Linked DNA regions of Gossypium hirsutum: regions 1 and 2 are each linked to region 3. The links are chromatin contacts, called in public Hi-C maps. All regions are on one chromosome and are shown on one strand. The core of a region is the stretch at or near the end of the contact, and the rest is flanking DNA. Distances in the headings are between cores, read along the strand shown.

What was found. Hi-C and Micro-C count contacts between places; a contact is called where the count stands out from the background.
Region 1: a Hi-C map of leaf shows a contact between it and region 3, with 2.6 times the contacts expected there. The contact joins the promoter of LOC107900705 here to the promoter of LOC107900694 in region 3. A contact is called at or near these places in 2 of 34 Hi-C or Micro-C datasets (both in leaf).
Region 2: a Hi-C map of leaf shows a contact between it and region 3, with 4 times the contacts expected there. The contact joins the promoter of LOC107900687 here to the promoter of LOC107900694 in region 3. A contact is called at or near these places in 8 of 34 Hi-C or Micro-C datasets (callus, hypocotyl, leaf and 2 more).

Annotation. Positions count from the first base shown.
Region 1 is chrD08:54,388,883-54,391,582 of Gossypium_hirsutum_v2.1, reverse strand. It overlaps LOC107900705 (E3 ubiquitin-protein ligase MBR1), which reads left to right and starts at 1,361. Exons shown (of 5, transcript XM_016826399.2): 1 at 1,361-2,620. The coding sequence starts at 1,799. LOC107900703 (rop guanine nucleotide exchange factor 14) reads left to right here. Exons shown (of 10, transcript XM_041098412.1): 7 at 1-4; 8 at 290-637; 9 at 761-973; 10 at 976-1,203. The coding sequence ends at 1,101.
Region 2 is chrD08:54,992,392-54,995,114 of Gossypium_hirsutum_v2.1, reverse strand. LOC107900687 (upstream activation factor subunit UAF30) reads left to right here and starts at 1,412. Exons shown (of 2, transcript XM_016826370.2): 1 at 1,412-1,948; 2 at 2,530-2,723. The coding sequence starts at 1,715. The coding sequence ends at 2,655. It overlaps LOC107900685, which reads left to right. Exons shown (of 7, transcript XM_016826368.2): 7 at 1-536.
Region 3 is chrD08:54,724,284-54,726,983 of Gossypium_hirsutum_v2.1, reverse strand. It overlaps LOC107900694, which reads right to left and starts at 1,273. Exons shown (of 6, transcript XR_005916871.1): 1 at 957-1,273; 2 at 774-841; 3 at 482-564. It overlaps LOC107900692 (AP-4 complex subunit epsilon), which reads right to left. Exons shown (of 11, transcript XM_041098415.1): 11 at 1,624-2,700. The coding sequence ends at 2,096.

The sequences.
Region 1 (2,700 bases), core at 112-2,611, 340 kb after region 3:
CAAGGTGAGCAAGCTCACTGCCTCCAGGGCAGTCGACTTTAAATATTGGACCCTTTAATAGTTTTTATGATGATATGTATTTTAGTACTAAAATGTTACTCGACATGTTTAAAAAGGAAATATAGAAATGGAATCTGGATATTTTAGTTGGAACCAGCTGACGTTAATCTACTTTAAAATCTTATGGTATCTGATAAATTTGAATGATGAGAGTAAATTCCAGGTTAAAGTTTTACAAGATGTTTGTATTGCATTTATGGCAACTGAATCTCTTTCCTTATGTTTACAGTCTGGGAAGGCAAGCCTTGGTGACGACCTGTACAAGGTTTTGACTCTGGAGTCCACCTCGGTTGATGAAATGTTCATTTCGCTAAATTTAAAGTCTGAAAACAATGCTCTCGAGGTCATTAATAGGTTGGAAGCTGCTGTATTTGCATGGAAAGGGCGACTTACAGAACAAGCTAGTGGTAAATCGCCAGTGCGAAAATCATGGTCCTTTATTAAGGATCCTATATCTGAAATGGATAAGATGGAGCTACTAGTGGACTGTGCTGAAGCACTTTTACATCAGATAAAGAGTGCATACCCAAACCTTCCTCAAACATTTCTTGATGCTTCAAAAATTCAATATGGCAAGGTAAGTAGTTGGTGTTTAAAGTGAAGCTTATTTTATTCTGCATTGTATCTTTCACTATTGAATCAATATTATGTTGTAGTATATTAATAATTGCGATGAATTACACTTTGAATTGGTGCACAGGATGTTGGACATTCCATTCTGGAAGCATATTCACGAGTCCTAAAGAACTTGGCTTTCAGCATAATGTGCAGGATGGGAGAAATTCTACAAGAAGATTGTTTGTGTAACCCAAATTCAGGGGTGGCAACATGGTGCTTTCCTGGAATAAATGTGGGAAATCCAAGGCACTCTCACTCACTCAGTGATGTTATGAGCAAAGTAGAGGGAAGTACTGCGAATCCGATACGGATGGGGAGTTGTACAGTGATGCAAGTATAAATGCAACACCAAGTACAAGTAGGAGCCGTCGAGTTTGGTGTATTGGGAAAGAGGCATGTAGTAGTATAGGAGTGTCTCCTTGATAATAAAAAAAAATCAAAAAGATGATGGAAATTTGATTTTCAACACTGCTTTTGTATATCATTGTTAAGCTTAATTAATTAATAAAAGCCATAAAAGAATCATATACTTGCTAGTACCGGAAACTTACATATGGATTCCAAATGTGTCGACTGTTAATATCAACTTATTGGGTCTGTATAGGCCCAATTAATTCATTATTGGATTGATTGGGCCCGTTTTATATTTTTAATATGGCAATAATTGAAATTTCACCGGTTTTGGTCATAGAAAGAGTAAGTGAACCGGACCTATAATGGGTGTGGAGCAGTTGTAGTGTTGGTACACTAAAGTCAGCCGTGGTCTGAGGCTGTTGCTTGTGGATCCGCATTCCACATGCGCCTGAGCAAAGCAGAGCAGAGATGGGATTTAAAATTAATAATAATAAAAAAGAAAATAAGCCCCAAGAAGAGGCAGAGGAGGCGGCATTAATCAAAAAAGGCATTTTCACCTCTAAGAAACACTGTTTTCAAGACGTAACCATCGTTGAGATCTGAAGACATGAGTTAGTAATACATCACTTTTAATCACTCCGCCCCCTAAATAATAAGGTTGGAGTGCCTTCCAAGCACAACTTCCAAATGCCAATTACGTCATCGACGCTGGTTTTCCCTTTTTTTCTTGTTGGGTTTAGGGTGAAACTTAAGTGAAACCACTCAGATGGGATCCGGTGGGAGCAAGGGTTGTTGTAGAGTAGGAGGAGGAGGAAGAGACACTGCACCTGCTGCTTCCTCGTCTAGCAGCGGTGGGCTGAGGGGAAGATCCAAGGTTAAGAATAGAGTTTTCCGGTCCTCTTGTTTGGGAGCGTTATCTAGATCTGCTTCTCCTAAACCCAACTTTGATCACCGGAAACAACCTGCGTCGGAATCGGATCTGGTGAAAAGAGAAAGTAACAGAAAGGTTGAAGGCGAAGCGGCATCTAATGAGGAAATGCAATTGCCATTGCCAACCCCATGCATATCTTCCGGTGGTAGCACCTCTGGTGCAGCTGTAACAGCTGCTCATCGCTCTCCTTCTCGCTGCCTCTCCGGCATTAGCTTCCTTCCTGGTAATTTGAGCTTCCGGTTCAGCAGAGCTAATAGCATGGGGTCCTCCGCGGAGATGTTGAACCCTGATGACGATTCTGAGACACTTGAACCTCAACAACCTCCCCGCAATTCTTGTTCTCCGATTATCTTCAATGATTCAGATGGAAGTGGAGAGACTCTCGAAAGCAACGCTCGTTTTAGCAGAGCCTTAAGTGTTGGAAGGCTTCGTGATCGTGTTCTTGGTAGAGCTCCCACATTCTGCCCTTTGCAGCAAGACATACAAATTACTCAGCAGCAATTAGCTACCTCTCCATCCACCACTGCTTCCGCTCATGCTTCCTCCGTTATTTCCCACGATGAAATTGAAACTTCTCGATCCAGAGAAGCCCGGTATCATGATTTGCTCCACCATAGATCCAATTTCCTTGAAAGGCGGAGAAGAATACGATCTCAGGTTTATAATCTTGTTGGACCCATCGCCTTATTCTCCACGCTTTTTAATTTAATTTAATGCCTGGTGGTTACTGAACGACG
Region 2 (2,723 bases), core at 163-2,662, 270 kb before region 3:
GAGTCGGCATAAGCATTCATCATCATGCGGATATGAAGATTATTCTAACTCAGATTCAGAGCGCAGAAGTAAACATCATCGTCGTCATTACTGAAACCATAAAGTTTCCATAATTTGCACTACAATGAGAATCTGGTCGTTTGATTCTTTTTTAGCATATACCAGAATATGACGATGATGAAGAGTAGGGTAAGTATACTATTTTGATAGCTTAGAAGCATAAGAAATGGAGTATCCTTGTCAAAATCATATGTACACGTTCATAATTTCAGTTGTTGCTATCAAAGGCATTTTTGTCTGCTAAACTTCAATTGTAGCTGGTTTTATGGCTTAGATTTCGAGTCAGCCTTGAAACTGATGAAGTTAAATGGACGCTGACCATATCTTCGGGTGTTTAGAGATTGATGAACCATCGAGTTTCTCTTTGTAAAACAGATTTATACAAAGCCTGGAGGCATTTGTTCCCCGTAGCCTTTTGGTGATATTATTGTGAGGAGCAAGAACGTTATATAGGTATATTCATCTACGTTTTGTGATCTGCGTTGCAATCCCTCAATGTAGGAAGGAGATCGTATTGTTAGTAATTTCTCTTGAAGGGAAGGGATCTATAGTTGCTTTCTCATCCCAGTAACATAGCAACATTCTTCGAATTTTAGTTCAGTATGTAATATCAATCACTCTAAGAGATGAAGGGAGGGGATCTTTAGTTTCTTTCTCATCCTAGTAACAATTGAATGAGTTTTAACTTAATTGGTATCGTGCGATCGGTATTGTGATCGGTATAACATAAATGCAAACAAAATTTTTGTTACAGTTTCTTCCTTGCATTTTGCTAAGTTGGTTCAGTGATATCATTTTGTGAGTAATTTATAAGTATCAAATCCAATCTTTTATGAGATTAGAAGTATGCTCTAACTTTGAACTCTTGCTTGTATATAGTCTCCTCTCAACTAAGCTTTTATACACCAAATGTATCTAATGTAATATGGTGAGCAGCAGTATTTTTGCCCTAGCTATTTGCATTATTCAAAGTGCTGAATGGAATAGTTATAGAGATTCGATCAGGTTAAGTTATGAATGAAAAATAAATCTTATTTTTTCAATCTTAAGACTCTAGATGTGTCAAGTGTAATAAATAACGATAAAAGTATTACAAAGATTTTTATATTAGGAATATAATTGCATTTTGTCTCTCCCACTTAAAAAATAAGCAAATTAGTCATTGTAAACTAGTTATCTTGTTAAAAATTTCATCCATTTCTACGGTTAAATGTTACATGGCATGTGTAACTGTTTGATTATTATGTTAGTTTTTAACGGTAAAAATATATTAATTTAATTTTTTTATTAATTAATTTACTTATTTTTAAAATTTAAAAACAAAAATACAATGGGACTTTTTTAGTATACTTATCGCAAACGGCTGAATCTCTCACACAAACAAAAAGACATTAGGATTTGGGTGTGAAAGTCAAAATCTAAAATTTGCTTAAGAGTGTAGGGTGCAAACATTGAAAGGCTTTCCCTAATGCTTCAGCCCAATTATTCTTTTCTATTCGATTATAAGCCCAATTAGGGTAACAACAACCACTTTACTTTTTTCTCTGTTTCCTTAAAAGGATCACAAGTTTCCTGTCTCACAGACTTAGGGTTCACTGGCCAAAAAGAAAAGAGCTTAGGGTTTTAGGAGCTGAAAACTGAGGAAGAGACAGCGATGATGGCTACATCAAGACTGTTTGGAAGGTGCGGCGGATTGTTAGAAGCGGCGAAGGCTTTCTCTGCTTCCTTCGCTTATTCGTCTTCTTCTTCTTCCAGTGGAAATGGAAGGGGGCTTATGCGGGTGATACCTGTCTCTCCACAGCTGGGCAAGTTCCTTGGAGCCTCCGAAGCTTCTCGCACCGACGCCATTAAAAGGATTTGGGACTACATCAAGCTCCACAATCTCCAGGTCCAAAACCCTTTCCTTTTTTGTCTTCCAATATTACTGTTACTTTAGCCTGCTCTCTTGTTATTGGTGGAATAATTAGAGAGAATATGTTAATCATGTTTGTTTTCATGGTAGTTTCAATCCATCTTCTCATTCACTTTGTCCTAATCCCCCCAAAAGTAAAGGATGGCTCATTTTTCTGTATTTATAAACAAGAATAAAGATTTCTGCAAGTCACGCCTGTTAGTCAAACAGAAAATATGCTGTATACCATTTATTTGTGAAGAGGGAAAACAAAGTTATAAAAGGAGCAGCATTTTGCATTTTGTTCTACAACTATTCAGTAAAAATATAAATCCAAAAGCTCCTTTGATGTTTAAGTCTATCAGAATTCACATTTTTTTTTATGTTTATTGTTCAACTCTTTGAAGTTTTCTTCTTTAATCCCACCTAAGCTAAGTGTTAATCTATGCTTTATTTTAGTCCCATTAGTATTTATATTTTAAGACTGTTGTTATGCAAGGAAGCATGTATAATCCTATCAATATTGTCTGTCTTTTCTTTGCTTGACCCTGTAATTTGCTTGCTGTGATGTTGTTCAGAACCCTGCAAACAAGAAGGAGATTATTTGTGATGAGAAGTTGAAGACGATATTCGCCGGGAAGGAGTCTGTCGGAATGTTAGAGATCAGCAAATATCTCTCCCCACATTTTCTGAAATCCAAATAATCTTTGCCTTTGCCTTAGCTTTAGCCTTTTTTTGGAACTTGAAGACCTTAAGTTGCTTTGTGATGAAT
Region 3 (2,700 bases), core at 24-2,523:
ATAGATCAGTTGTTTAATAAACAGATATCAATGAAATAACCAGAGAAGTAATAAAAGGGTTTATACTAAAATGTTTAGAAGAACTAAGTGGAACAACAGATAAACATAACGCAATCATCTTGGCTGCATTGTTACTCAGCGTAAGTAGTGATATGGATGCTACTTTAATTATCGCTGAAAGCTGCAATAACTTTTATTTAGAGATTGTGCTGTTTCCATCAGGATTCATACTATTCAGCTATGTAATTCCATAAATTAGTAGAGAAAACTGACCTAATTTCTGTTCCCCCTAATAATCAATTCAAAGGAAGCAACAGAGTCGAGAAAAGTTTTCATATAATATAGCAAACCACTTAACTACAAACACTTGTTAGGTGCGATTGTTGTAACTAATTTAAAGAGATAAAGGGGACAGATAATTAGAACACTAACAAACGTAATTTAAGAGTTATGAAAGCAAAGGGTAATATATACGGTATACCTCTATACTCCCATGCAAAGTGGTAATGACCTGAATATGATCCGTAGCGCCATTGGTTAAAGGCTTGGACAAAAAGGAGCTCGCTGTTAAAATCAAGAAAAAAAAACTCGTTCCAGATAGTGTTGAAATATATATTACTTTTTCCTCTTTTAGATTAATTATTTTTGAGAAGTAGGAATACTTCTATTAAGGATCGAGAGAACATAAATAATAAGAAGATATTCCTGGAAAAAGATTTGCATGCAAAAGTGAACTATTGATATGGCAACTGAAGGGGGAAAAAAGAATGAACCTGAATAAACGCTGGTAGAGACGTTCTTGCTCTGTACTTGTAAATTTTGGAAATTCTTTACTAAAATCCTTCATAATTACAATAGAGAAAACCATTTAAAAGTATGCACATTGTGATCCAGCTTTGAGAAAAACTTACAAGAGAAAAAAAAAATCTCAAGAATAAAAAGGAAAAAAAGGTGACCTAGCCTCTTTAGAACAGGTAGTGAGAAGGGAGCGAAGAGCGAGGTTGAAGGACATTTTAAAATCGGATTGTCTTCTTCTTATCATCGTAGGAGCTCCACCGCCATTTCTGCTACCCATTTCTTTTTGGATAAAATACAATACAAACAACCAAAGAACACCCAAAATTGAAGTGTGCAGAGTATGCTTCCTATTTCCCAATCAATTCAACGTTAAAATTTAGAATTTCTCCAATATCGCCTCGAGCAAGCAGTAGAGATACATTTAGGAGCCGTTCATGTACGGATATTTACAGAGTAACCTAATTTAACATTAACTTTTATAAAAAAATATATAGTTCTTTAATTTTATTAGATGATATCACTGAAAGTTTATCATTAATATATTTGAGCCAAATTTTCTCATAAAAATTATACCAGAGTTTTTATCAACGAAAAAATTAATACTAAAATTTAAATGATATAATTTGATGAAATTTGGCAAAATTACCTATAATATTAATACAAAGCAAATATGCACATGTATATATTATATATATTTAACAAACACACCAACAGGTTTGAGTGAACGATGTGATATAATACATTTAACTTATTTTTTTGTTTTCCGTTATAATATTTAATCTCACCGCCACTGATATTTTTACACTAATTATAATAAACACACCGTTCAACCAAACTCGCCCTTATTATACCACTTTGAAGCATTATTATTTGTCATCACAACAAAGACTCAACATCATACAATACAAAAACCCGTTTTCGTTTTTCGGATTGAGCCAGCCATATAAAAAAAGCCTTGCAGTTGGAACAGCCACGAAATCTCAAATTCACTACAAAGAACACCGCTGTCTTGCGCTGTTTGCCTACGACCCAAAAATGGAAAAAAGGAAATAATATTCCAAAAAAAAGAAACGAAACTCTGTACTGTCCAACAACTACAGACCCGTACCTGACTCTTAAACCCCATTCGAGGTGGCTGAATCAAATTAATACCACAATCTCTGCATATCTGTGCTAATGATACCTCAATGCTCGTATGGTTCACCTATCAACTGCCCAGTTGTTAGCTGTATGGAAGTAAAACCATAATGAAACCCCATTGCTGTAAGTCATGTCAATCCTTCCTTCCCAATATATTTCACCCGAGTATATCTTTAAACAAGTTTGGATTCTGACTCGATGGAGTAACACCTATCTGCCTAACCAGTGCATCCTTTTCCAATGAATCTTTAAGGTTGGGGCCCTTACTACTTTGAGCTACTTGCATGGTTGTAGTGCCACCAACCATATTTGTCATTGGCGGCTTTGACAAGCCAGATAAAATATCACTGTCTTTATGGTGTGCGCCAGCAGTTGTCTCTGTGTACAATCCCATTATATCAGGGGACTTCGTAACAGCAGCAGTTGAACTATGATTCACTGCTGAAGAAACTTGAGTTGTTGGCTCAAGAAGACCCTCCAGATCTTTAAATGGATCTAGTGAAGGAGCAGTACTTCTGACAGTTGGTTCTCCAAAATCAAGCAAGTCCGGAGGTTGTTGAACAGATGTCTTCTCTGAAGCAACTTCCATACTAGACTTCACCATGTGGCTGCTTGGCTTTGAACTCTTATGACCAGTAGCCGACTTCTTTTCTGTTTTTGATGGACCTCCAAACAGCGAAGCAGCCAGTTTCTGCTTTTCTGGAGATATTTCAACTTGTTTCCTAGAATCATAGGTTTCACGTGTTCTTGAATTTGCAGTAT